Linked DNA regions of Capra hircus: region 2 is linked to region 1. Evidence: chromatin contacts called from public Hi-C data. All regions are on one chromosome and are shown on one strand. The core of a region is the stretch at or near the end of the contact, and the rest is flanking DNA. Distances in the headings are between cores, read along the strand shown.

Evidence for each region. A called contact is a pair of places that touch in the nucleus more often than the background predicts.
Region 2: a contact with region 1 is called in a Hi-C map of blood, with 4 times the contacts expected there. The contact joins two enhancer-like sites. A contact is called at or near these places in 2 of 5 Hi-C or Micro-C datasets (both in blood).

Annotation. Positions count from the first base shown.
Region 1 is chr13:32,884,308-32,890,446 of ARS1.2, reverse strand. ARHGAP12 (rho GTPase-activating protein 12) reads right to left here. Exons shown (of 16, transcript XM_018057179.1): 16 at 5,777-6,139. Among named protein-coding and RNA genes, the nearest start is that of ARHGAP12, 120 kb to the right of the region's middle. Within about 2 kb of position 2,911, at least 1 of the 5 cell types and tissues checked has an H3K27ac peak or open chromatin away from gene starts, as enhancers often do.
Region 2 is chr13:33,847,160-33,853,298 of ARS1.2, reverse strand. No RefSeq gene overlaps it. Among named protein-coding and RNA genes, the nearest start is that of ZNF438, 250 kb to the right of the region's middle. Within about 2 kb of position 3,283, at least 4 of the 5 cell types and tissues checked have an H3K27ac peak or open chromatin away from gene starts, as enhancers often do.

The DNA.
Region 1 (6,139 bases), core at 1,662-4,161:
AAAGAATAGTAAAAGAATATACAGCTAATAGCTATAGTAAGAGAAGTGAAATATTGAAAACTACTAGAGACAAGACAAAAGGAGGGGAAGAAACACCATCCCGTGTTTATGGCTGTGAAGAATTTTTAGGAACTGAGGACAAGAGATCAGATGTTACGAAAAAAGCTGATTATTTCACCAACACGATAACTGAAAACATTAACAACTTTGGCATACTTTCTTCTCATTCTCTCTAACAGTGGCATTAAATTTTCACTTGCAGGGTGTATGTAGTCATTAAGGACTATATACCCTCCTGTTGGTCCTTGCTGAGTCTTATTTCTATGAGCAGTTAAATGTTTAATACACAACTAGTCCTTATGCTGATGTTTCTGAGACATTTTGGTAGCCTGAAACTAATCTAAACTTCTGTAATTGATCCTAAAGATGGGATCATGAGAAGAGTCTTGAATTCTTAAATGCAGATGACAATGTCTGCCTTTTCTACTTCAAAGTTGGATAGAAAAATCCCTTGACTAACTCTTTTCTTGAGAATCTTAAACACATTGCTTCTATTTGCATCTGGTATAATGTGTTAGTTGAAAATTCTGATAATCTAACAATTTCCTTTACAAGTCACATGTCATTTCAAACAGATGCCCCAAAGATTTGCTTTTCCTTACAGTCCAGTAATTCCATTAAATGTCTTGATGGTTATATTATTATACTGATATTAGTTTTATGTTAGCTATATTAATGTTATTTGGTGTGTTCTAATTTTTTTTAACTTAAGAAAAGTACTCCTGAAATATTGTCTTTTACTTGCCCTTGGTTTTCGTATGAACTCCTATTGATTCTGTATTTGACCTTATCTCCATTGTCACTTTTAAAATTTTTTTCACATCTTTTAAAGCATTATGTTTTATTCATCTGCTGTTGTTTCTATTTACAATTCCAAAACATTTTAATTCTGTCCTGAGTTCTGTCATCTTAGTTCCTGTAATTCTGATTTGATGTTGTTCTTTCATGTCTAATACTATTCCTTAAAAACCTTGAGTTCATTTTGAAATAAAAGATTAGTTTTCTTTATGGGCATGTGTTTCTGGAATGCTTCCGTTTCCATAGGGATGCTACTATACTAATTCTTTTTCTCCTCATAATTTCATATGAGAGTTGGCTTTGATGCTATTATTTTGCTCATTTTAAGGTAAAAGTAATCTTCCTGAACTTTTGGACTAAGGATTCAAGAAAGGTTCATTACCTTATCAGATTCATTCTGGTGTTGTTTCTGAATTGTGTTAAACATTATGGAAGAGCAGGGGAAGGAGCTGCATGCTGAATTTTGGAGGGGGCTAGCCTGGTGGGCTGCCGTCTATAGGGTCGCACAGAGTCGGACTGAAGAGACTTAGCAGCAGCAGCAGGCTCCTTCAACCAGCAGCTGGCTGAGGAGCAAAAAGCTCAGCAGAATTATCTGAATTCAGTAATCTACACCAATCAACGTATAGCTCAATGTTACCTGCAGTTCAACACCAGCAGCCGCTGAGCTCAGGATGGTCCTGTCTCCCTCCTCCACCGTCAAACTCACAGAGGCTGAGTCAGAGAGGAAAAAGCTGCAGACCCCCTCCACCAACCCATGTCCTGAAGAGTGCTGAGCCTGTACCTCACCTTTGACCCTAGATAATAAAGTTATTCACTAAAGGAAAAAAAAAAAAACCACGGCAGTTTGATTTCTGGGACTTCTTGGCTCCATCTCCCCTGTGCACCCTGATGTAGACAATCTTGTTGATCCACTGTCCCTATCCTGCCCAATTTTGATTCCACTCCCAGCAACCCTTCTTCAGTGAGAGGCCTTGCCCTGAAAGGGACCTCTAACAAGTTAGTTTTGAGAATTCCTAGCAGAGAGTGACTCAGCCCCTCCAGTCCTGGTGGTTATACTGCAGTCCTCCTGTCCTCGGGTCTGTCAGATGCTACCCTATGGTCTCTTTCCTGCTCCTCTCACAGACACCGTATCCTTACAGATCCTGGAGCTGGTGGAGCTTTATCCACAGTCGCTTGTCTTTTGGGGGTTGTGAGGGTATGTTACCTAGTTTTGCTGTCGTCATTATGCTGTTTTATTGTGAGAACTGAAAAACTATGCTGTAACCAGCATCTTCCCAGAATCCTTTCCATGTGTCTTCTTCACACAGGAGGTATGACACGGATTACTCATGTGACTGCTAACAACGTTGTTCAATCCACGATTTTTCTGAAACTTTAGCTAATGTTCCACTCCACATTTTATTGCTTCCCCATGATGATCCATCTGCTGTTTAAAACCAGGCCTCATCCACTGAAACGATGCTTCATCAAAGCCATCAATATTTCCTGTATTTATCTGACAAACTTGCCTAACTTCAACTCAACAAGTACTCAAATTATATATGTCATTCTCAACTCAATCTACCCAATCCCATAGCAATAAATCTCAGCTCAATCTCAGCAAGCTGGCCTGACCACAACACTAGCAGCTGACTGGAAGGCATATTCATAATTTATAATAAAACTACTGAGACTAACCATTTCAGTTCACCTACTCAGTAAGGGTTTTACGTCAGAACTAAATATACACCAGTTGTCATAATACCAATCTCAAAAACATAAACACAAAAGCAGGGACTCTGTTTCGTTCACCATCATATCCCCAAAGGTTAAAGCTCTGTGTTAACAAAACACATTCATATTTATTAAACAAAGTCAATGAATTTGTTGAATGAATAAATGGGATCTTAGAGACTGTTTAAAGTGTCTTCCCAACCTCCTATGCAGTGGGAGATGTTTCAGAGCTGCCTGTTATCTGAAAAAATGATTTCGTATCGTCTGACGCTGGCTTTGTGGAACACTGACGCCAACTGAATATGCTCCAGCTGCTTCCAAGAGTGGTTAGACGGGTAAGAAGGTTCAGCTGTTGGTACTGGCCATGCTCAGAATCAATTTGGCTGATGTAACAGGTCAGGAGGCAGAGCCATAATCAGAGGGCGTCGAAAGGTGCAGCCAGGTGTCAGGAATGACACATCTGATCCGGTTTCCAACATGAGTGTTGAATTGAGGGAAACATAGAACAAAAAATACTGGGACCCCGCCATCTATAAAGGGGGGGACCACACAGTTGTGCTGGCTTCCACAGAGGCCCTTGATTCAAGTCTACCTGCTCCAGGAAATCTGGATGCTGTGGACACAAGGGCCTCAGGAAGCCCCAGTACAGCCTGTGTGAGCAGCCATTCATCTGACAGTCCAAGGCAAACAGCAACTGCTGAGACAGGCCGCGTGCAGTCACCAGAATGCACGTAACACATAAAAGAGAAGTTTCAATATGTCCCATAAATAAAGATGAACTTACCTTGAAAACAGATGCCCACAACAGGTAGACAAGCTGCTGCTTCATCAAACAATATGTGAACATGCCAGAATATGCTTTACCTAAATGCATCACAAAGTTTAAACAGAAATAACGTAACTAATTAAAATGTTTCTTCCCTTAGGCTCATCCTTCTGGGCCTCCATAACCTAAAACTGTGACTGTGAGGTCCCAGTAGGTCTGTCCTGCTTGATCCATCGACCAGTTTTACTTAAGTGTTAAGATACCCATTTCTCTTAACCAAATATATAAACAACCTCTCAGAATGTCCAGCAGGAGGCCCTGAACACCAGGCTGAGTCTCTACTAGTCATGACCCTGACCTGACAGCTGTTCTGACTTCTACTTACGCATAGGCCTTGTTGATAGTTCCCACAGCGCCACATCTCCTTCTGATGTCAGCACAGGTTTCATCAACATCACAGGGTTCACAACTTGCAGGTTTCACTAATACTTGCCCTGTGAGCCACAACAATTAGAACTACCTAGGGAATTCCCTGGCGGTCCAGAGGCTGAGATCCATACTTCCACTGCATGGAGCATGGATTCGATCCCTGGCTAGGGAACTAAGATTCCACATGCCTCAATTAAAAGTTCCCACATGCAGCAACTAAGACCCCTGCAGAGCCAAACAAATTTTTTAAAATATTAAAAGCAAAAACAAGCAAGCAAACAAAACAAAACAAAAAACTACCTAGAAGATCTGGCTCCCGGTTAAAATCTTTACCAAAGGCTGTTCTTCTGAAAACATTGGGAGAGGAAGTAAAACGAAAGGAAGAGCGGGTTGATGAGAAAAATTAAGAAACCAAACTTTTCTGGACTCATATTGTGGTGGTGCATTAAACAGTTACCTTGTTCTCGATGTGCTCTGTTTATGAGTATCATGAAAGTGCTTTTTTGCATTTTGGTTTTTTTTTTTTTCCCTGCAGGAGAAGGGAAGCAATGAAGGAAATGAAAGAATTCATTTAAGTGCCACAGTCACATAAGGCTAATCTGAAAAAAGCTCAATCCAGCTGAATACACTTACAGCCACCCCTGGTCCACAAAATTTCAGTTGAGAAGCCTAATTGAGATTCTTCAGGAGAACTCCCTGCCTTCCGTAGCTACAGAAGGTCTTATTAGCATTCTGGACGTCCTGTTCTCTGCCAAGGCCTAGGGCTGACTTCGCAGTGCCTGGGCTCCCGGCTTGTGAATTTTCAAGAGATTCTAATCACCATCATTGTAAGGCTACTGATCTTGTTTTGCAGCCCCTTTGCCTTTTTTTTCTTTTTTGGTTTCAAACTGAAGTTGCAGGTAACATGATTGTATTAGTTATACTGGAATACCGTTTAAAAACAAAAACAGAAATGATGCCCCACCTCAGGGACTGTAACAAACATGCTGAACTCACTAATTAAAACACCTCAGTCTCAAACTAGGCCATGTTTTCTATAAAAGAGGATCGTTAGTGCAGACGGCTGGAGTTGAGAGACCAGGAAACTTAATAAAATCTTATTTTCTACCCATTATGGATGCAATATTGGAGTAGTTGACTTTTATAAGACCAATGAGAAGATGATACCCATCATCTGACTATTCTGATTTCTTTTTCACTAAATAGGCATGTTGTAGGTTCCTCTATGTATTTCTTCTAAATGCTCAAAGATGCTGGAGAGATCAGTGTTGTGAAAAACGGCATGTGTAAACATTTAATCAGAAGCCTCTCTCATGAACTGAGAAAGAAATCTCGGGGCACAATTATAGAATAACCTTTTTTCCCTCTCACTGCTATCTTAATATTTAATATTACAGGTTTATAAAGAACCATGGGATAAAATTAAAATAGTACAAAGGTCTCCAGGTATCTACCACTATTATTAATGATGAGTTTTCATTTGTATGTAAGCAATGACACATTCGGGCTTCCCTGGTGGCTCAATGGCAAAGAATCCATCTGCCAATGTATGACACACGGGTTTGATTCCTGGGTCAGGAAGATCCCAGCAGAAGGAAATGGCAACCCACTCCAGTATTCTTGCCCGGGAAACCCCATGAACAGAGGAGCCTGGCGTGATGCAGTCCACTGGGTGGCAAAACACTGGACAGGACTTAGCAACTGAACAATATACACACACATATACGTGTGTATGCATATATTAACACAACTGTCTATGCCCAAAGTGGCCGAATTATTCCATTTGTGCTTTTCACATAAGAAAAAAAAAATCTATAGGTTTGCCTCTACCTAAAAGGTAACACTGCTTTTTTTCTTAATTAACTTTTTCTAAAGTAAAAGGCAAAATTTCTTATAATAAAATTTAAATAGTATTTTGTTGTATTGAAATAGAACAACATACCTAAATATACTTTTTTCTTTCCATTTCCAACTATTGTTTTTTAAATGACACTCTGAAGGAAAGTCTTATTAGTAAATGAAATTTCACTGACAATTTATTTCAGCCTTTAATATATTTTCTACTAAAAATCAAGCTATCAAGACAGGAAAAATTACTGGTTTTGTTATGACAAAACAAGTGAGAACTTTTAATTCACAGAGGATGAAAACACAAGACATTGATCTCATTGTACATACAATATTACAATAAGCTGATTAGCCTTGGACTATTAAAACATTTAAGACTTCACATACACACGTGTACTTTGAAACAAGAAACACAGGACAATTTTATTCTTTGATATGTTGTAACTACCAAGAGAAAGAACATCACTGATTTGCATCTAATTGTTTTCCTGGCATACAATCACTACACAGGCCAGGCCTAGGGCA
Region 2 (6,139 bases), core at 2,034-4,533, 960 kb before region 1:
ATTAATTAGGATCATTTCACTGGTGATGCTAGTGGTAAAGAACCTGTCTGCCAGCGTAGGAGACAAAAGAGATGTGGGTTCGATCCCTGGATCTCCAGGAAGATACCCTGGAGAAGGAACTGCCAACCTACTCCAGTATTCTTGCCTGGAGAATCCCATGCACAGAGGAGCCTGGTGGGCTACAGTCCATGGGGTGGGAGAGAGTTGGACACGAATGAAGCAACTTAGCACACACACACCCGTGTAGAGACCAATAAACTCCATACTTCCAGAGAAAGGGGAGAAAAAGAGGAGCGCTGGGTGGGGGACAGAGGAGCCAGAAGATACATTTCAGGATGGTCGGGGGTCAGGGCATTGGCCTGGGATGGACTGGTCCCCTGAGCCGAGTGAATCCTGACCCTGCAGAACCTGAAGGCGATTCATGCTGCTCCAGCAGTTCTCCAATTAGGCAATAAGCAACAGGGGGCAAAGGCAGCTTCCTGGGAGGAAAACAGTTCAGTGCCTCAGACAGAGACCAGAGCTGCCTGCTGCCACAGAAAGGAACAGGGTTCCTTTCATTCGGCTCACAGGCCTGCAGGAGACTCTGTCTGCACACCCCGGTCCGGGCTGGCTTCCCTGCATAACGGAGGGCTGCTTTGCCTGCTGACCCTCAGAAGCCGAGAGAAATTCCCAGGTGGGATTTTCTCAGCACAAATGACCCGCCTGATCAAGGGATCTAGTAGCCAGGTGGCTTCTGGGTATCCTTGCAAATATTTGGTTTCAGAGAAGGGGTCACGTTACAACGGTTTAATATTTGGAGGCTGAAAGGGCTGCAGCAATAAGCTGTGTCCCCTTCTTGTCCCCCAGCCTCCAGCAGACAGCCCACAAAAACGTGGGGCTCATGTTCACACAGAGGGCTGCTGGTTTTATGGGCTGGGGGAGAGGGGCGGGAGAGGACGGTCATGGGCAAGCTGCCTGAGAGTCTCAATTAAATGGGTGTCAGCTGCCAGGGACACGGCAATCAGGAGGGGAACACCTGAGTCCTGGGGGCCTGACGTTGTATGAGGGTCCCCTGTTCAGCCACAAAATGCCCACAGACCTGTCCTTACCCTGCCTCCCAGGGCCAACATCTCCCCACCGCGTGGTCCCACCACACAATGGCCCCTATGCTTGAAGGATGGCCCCAGTGCTAGCTTCTGCCCTCTCCAACTCAGAGTGGACCCCCAGCCTCTTCGCTTTCTCCCCTCTGTAGAAGCCCACTCACCCTTGGGAAAAGGTAACACATTGGTTCACTCTAAAATAGGTGCCTGGGGATTCCCTGGTGGCTCGGTGGTAAAGAATCCACCTGCTAATGCAGGAGACACAAGTTTGATCCCTGGTCTGTGATCCCTGGGTCACGAAGATCCCCTAGAGGAGGGTACAACAACCCACTCCAGTGTTCTTGCCTGGAGAATCCCATGGGCAGAGGAGCCTGCGGGCTACAGTCCACAGGGTCGCAAAGAGTCGGACAGGCCTGAGGTGGCCGAGCACACGCTGGGAAGACCCCACATGCAGCAGGGAAACTGAGCCTCGTGCACCGCAACTACTGAGCCTGGGCTCTGGAGCCCAGGAGCCACAGCTACGGAGCGCAAGCACCGCAGTTACTAAGCCTGTGCACTCTAGATCCTGTCCTCAAGGAGAAGCCACTGCAATGAAAAGCCTGAGCACCGCAGCTAGAGAGTAGCCCCCAGCTTGCCGCAACTAAAGAAAAGCCAGCACGGCAACGAAGACCCAGCACAGCCAAGGGTGTATAAATAATACATAGTAAAAGAATAAAGAATAAAATAAAGTAGCTGCTTAAGTCGCATCTCCTCAAAGGCAGTTCCCGTTCAATTGAGGGCTCAGCCTGAAATCAAAGGAATGGGTCTGTTATTGAGGAGTGTTTCAGGAAATGACAGGAAAGGAGAAACTCCTGTCCCCTGCACTTTAAGCTCCTTCAGGAAAGAGGAAAGGAGTTGGGGACCCCGTCAATTCCCAGTGCCGGCTGCTCCGTAGCCCGGAATCCACTCTGTCCACCCTTGCTCTCTAAAGGTGGGTTATTCAGCATCCCGGAAAACAAATCGCTTGGGGACGGACGCTGGGCACCAGGTGGCGCTGTTGCCCAGGGCCGTCTAGTTGCCCTCCGGGCGGGGAGGATGGGGAACGCGGGTGAAGAGAGGGTAACCGCGGAGTGCGGTCTTGGAGGTCGGGGGTGCTTCCAGTCTGGAGTTCCTAACTCAGTAGTAAGTGGAGGGCGGCCTTTAAAGAATGAAGCGCGAATTCTTCCATGCCATCCTCAATCCTCATTATAAAGCCCAGCGATTCTCCAATTCCTGGGGTGAGGGGCTGGGGCCGGGTCAAAGACTTCGAATAGTGGTCCCCGAGGGCGGGGCCGGTGGGGCGGGACACCGCTCTTTTCGGGTTCTGGCAGGGGGGTCCCGGGACGTTCCCTGGGCAGTACGTGCCATCTTTCCAGGATAGGCGCCGAGTCCACGGCTCCCAGAGCGGATCGCAGCGGGTCCCGAGGCGCCCCCGCCCCCACCTTGGTCTGGAAAAAGCCAGAGCATCCCTCGGCGCTGGGCTTTCTTCACGTAAAGTGATTACCACGTGTCAGAAAGAAACTGCTGCTTTTCTGTATAACCACAGACCACTTCGGAGAACAGGGACTTGGGATCAAAAAGGAAAACTGTTTCAAAACAAAATACTGCAAGCTGGCGCTTTCCCCCCATTCTCCCCCCCCCCCTTTTTTTAAGGGAGGGAGGATTGAAAAACAAACAAACAAAAAAGTAAGTCGGCATCTTCTCTCAACTGCAGCTGATTTCCTGTGTAAACGAAAACCATGTGATATTCCATAAAGGCTTCCAGCTTTAAATGACAGGAAATGAAAACCATCACGGAAAAGGAAAGCTGCGGAGTCAATTCCCAGCGCAGATATCATTACGGCGACAGATCAGGGGGATGGCTGCTAATGGGGGCCGGGCGCCGGCGACAGTGACTCCCCCCGCTCCCACCCCCGCAAATGTTTCTTCTGCGGGAGAAATGGGGCGGCGGCGATCACACCCCGGCGCTGCGCCCGGCAACTGGGCTTTCAATTAGGGACCGAGCTGGGGAAAGCAGCCCTTTCTTTCTGCTCGCCTCACCCGGGTCAGGTCACGACCCCTCCACCGCGTTCAATCGGCGGTGCCATCCATATGCATGAAGGCTAATTAACTCTGAAAGGCCCGGCTGGCTGGGCCCTCCCCGCCGCGCTGGGGTGCGGTGGGGAGGGCTGGGTGGGGAGGGCGCGGGCCTGGATGATCTCTCCCCCCACCCGCTCTGCAGCTGCTCCCGCGCCGGCCGAGTGCGCACGTGTGCTCGGGGAGCGCGCGTCTCCGCGGCGCGGGGACCTAAGGGTCCCGAGAATTAGCCGCATCATTTGTCGCCAGCCTAGCAACACGTGCTGATTTATCCCGATGGCTCCCGCCTGGCCCTGCGCCCCGGGCCCCAAGTATGAAAGGGATGCTCATTCTAAAGGGAGTTTCAGGTTCCAGCCACAAGGCTTCTAGCCCCGAGGCTGGCTGCCTGTGGGAGCGAGCGTGGGTAAGTCCCTCCCACCTCTCTGGGTTCCTTGCCTTTGCTCTGCTCTGACGTGATGCTGCTGGGCTGGAAAATCAGTTAGGCACTTTTCACTGATGATAAATCCCTAGAGATCTAGCCAGCTGCCATATTTTCCCTAGCTCTGAATATTTTTAGGTTTCCCAGTTCATGACAAGCCAGGAGGTACCTTGGTTTCCACGAGGTGGCAATCTGCGGGGTGATATTTTCTACTTTCTTCGGTATCAGATAAGACTCAAGTTTAGATTTTACAGACTACGTTGAACTAGTTTAAGCAAACTAGAGAATATATGATGGATGCAGGGTTTGTTCCTGGACCCACAATCTAGGATGTGCCAGACTCAGAAAGTTTCTAGTTTCTCCTTCTCTCACCTTTTCTTCTCTATTTCTGCTGCTTTTTGTTCGTGGACTGGCTTCCTCTCTACTTGTTTCTCAGTCTACCTGGCACAGAAGAGGGTCCCACTCGACAGGTGAGCTCAGGGCAGACCAGGTGAGACTGCATATCCTGCTTTCAGGCACAAGTCTCGGATTGGCCCACCTTCGATCACCATGCCTGGTCCTGGCCCAATCAACTGTGAGGAGTTAGTCACATGATACAAACATGGCTGCCAAGGGCCCATGGAGGTAGGGACTACCTAAGGGGTGGGAGAGACCAGACATGCCAAAGGGCATGTACTTCTCTGTCTCCTTCTGTCACATGTGACCTACTTATTTAACTTATATGCAGAGTACATCATGGAAATGCTGGGCTGCAGGAAGCACAAGCTGGAATCAAGATTGCCAGGAGAAATATCAATAACCTCAGATATGCAGGTGACATCACCCTTATGGCAGAAAGTGAAGAAGAACTAAAGAGCCTCTTGATGAAAGTGAGAGTGAAAAAGCTGGCTTAAAGCTCAACATTCAAAAAATGAAGCTCATGGCGTTGGATCCCACCACTTCATGGCAAAGTGATGGAGAAACAATGGAAACAGTGACAGACTTTCTTTTCTTGGGCTGCAAAATCACTGTGGATGGTGACTGCAGTCATGAAATTTAAAAACGGCTTGCTCCTTGGAAGAAAAGCAATGACAAACCTAGACAACTTATTAACAAACAGAATCATTACTTTGCCTACAAAGATCCATATAGTCAAAGTTATGGTTTTTCAGTAGTCGTGTATGGATATGAGAACTGGGCAATAAAAGCGGCTGAGCACTGAGTAACTGATGCTTTTGAACTGTGGTGTTGGAGAAGACTCTTGAGAGTCCCTTGGATAGCAAGGAGATCAAACCAGTCAATCCTAAAGGAAATCAACCCTGAATATTCATTGGAAGGACTGGTGCTGAAGCACCAATACTTTGGCCACCTGATGCCAAGAGCTAACTCATTGGAAAAGATCCTGATGCTAGGAAAGATTGAAAGGAGGAGGAGAAGGGGACGACAGAGGAAGAGATGGTTGGATGGCATCACTGACTCAATGGACATGAGTTGGAGCAGACTCCTGGAGATGGTAAAGGACAGGGAAACCTGGCTTGCTGCAGTCCAAGGGGTTGCAGAGAGTCAGACATGACTGAGCAACTGAACAACAATGTACTTACCTAATTCCGAGCCAGATTTTAACCAGGTGCAGGGTAATTTCCTCAGAGATGGCTCTAAGGGCACCTGTCCCACAGCTAGCTTTGCCTTATAATAAAGGGGAGGGCAGGATTCCTTATACAGAGTCCAGGGGTGCCAGGGAGAACATGCCTGCCTTCTCTCAGCATCAGTCAGTGAGTTAGGAGTGAAGTCACAGACTCCACCAAGACCACGGAGGAGGTGAAGCCAGCTTTCTCAGGAAGAGGTCTGTGGCCTGAGTCTGAAGAAGGGTGGGGATTGAGGGGTGGGCGGGAGGGGGGAGGCTGGTGAGGAGGGGGCGGGGGCTGGTCAGGAGGAAGGGGGGGAATGCATCCTGTTCTGAGGGAACCAGAGCTTACCTGCACATGTGACCGCCTCTCACATCAGACCTCTTGAGGGCAGATCAGGTTGGGAAGTGAGACTCAGCTCTTGGACATAAAAAGTAAAATCTTCCTTGACTAGTTAAGCAGAAATTGGATTTATTAAGTGTATTAGTAGGGATGAGCTAACCCTATCTCAACACCCAAATCAAAGTGGCTTAACACAATAAGAGGTTCATTTCACAGCACAGTCAGGGGGGACTCAAGGGCTCAGGCTCCTTTTCTCCTCCTGGCTCCACCACTTTCCAGGGACTTTGTGTCTTCCACTGCATCCTCTACCCTTCCTGGGAGGTAAGAGCATGGAGGATTGTACTGGGAGAAGTGGAGGGGAATTGGGGACCAGGCATGGAAGCCCATCTCTCTGTCCCCATTAGTCACAACACAGTCATGTGACCATGCAGCAAAGCCAGGAAGGCTGGGAAAGGAGGTCCAGCAGCCCAGCTCCATGGATGCCCAAGGATGAAGAGAAAATGGGTCTGGTGAGCATCTAGCCATTCTCTTAGGTGATGTTAGAACGTGCAGAGTCACAGGCAGGTAGGGTAACAGCAGAGGCTCTTACAGGAGCATTCCAG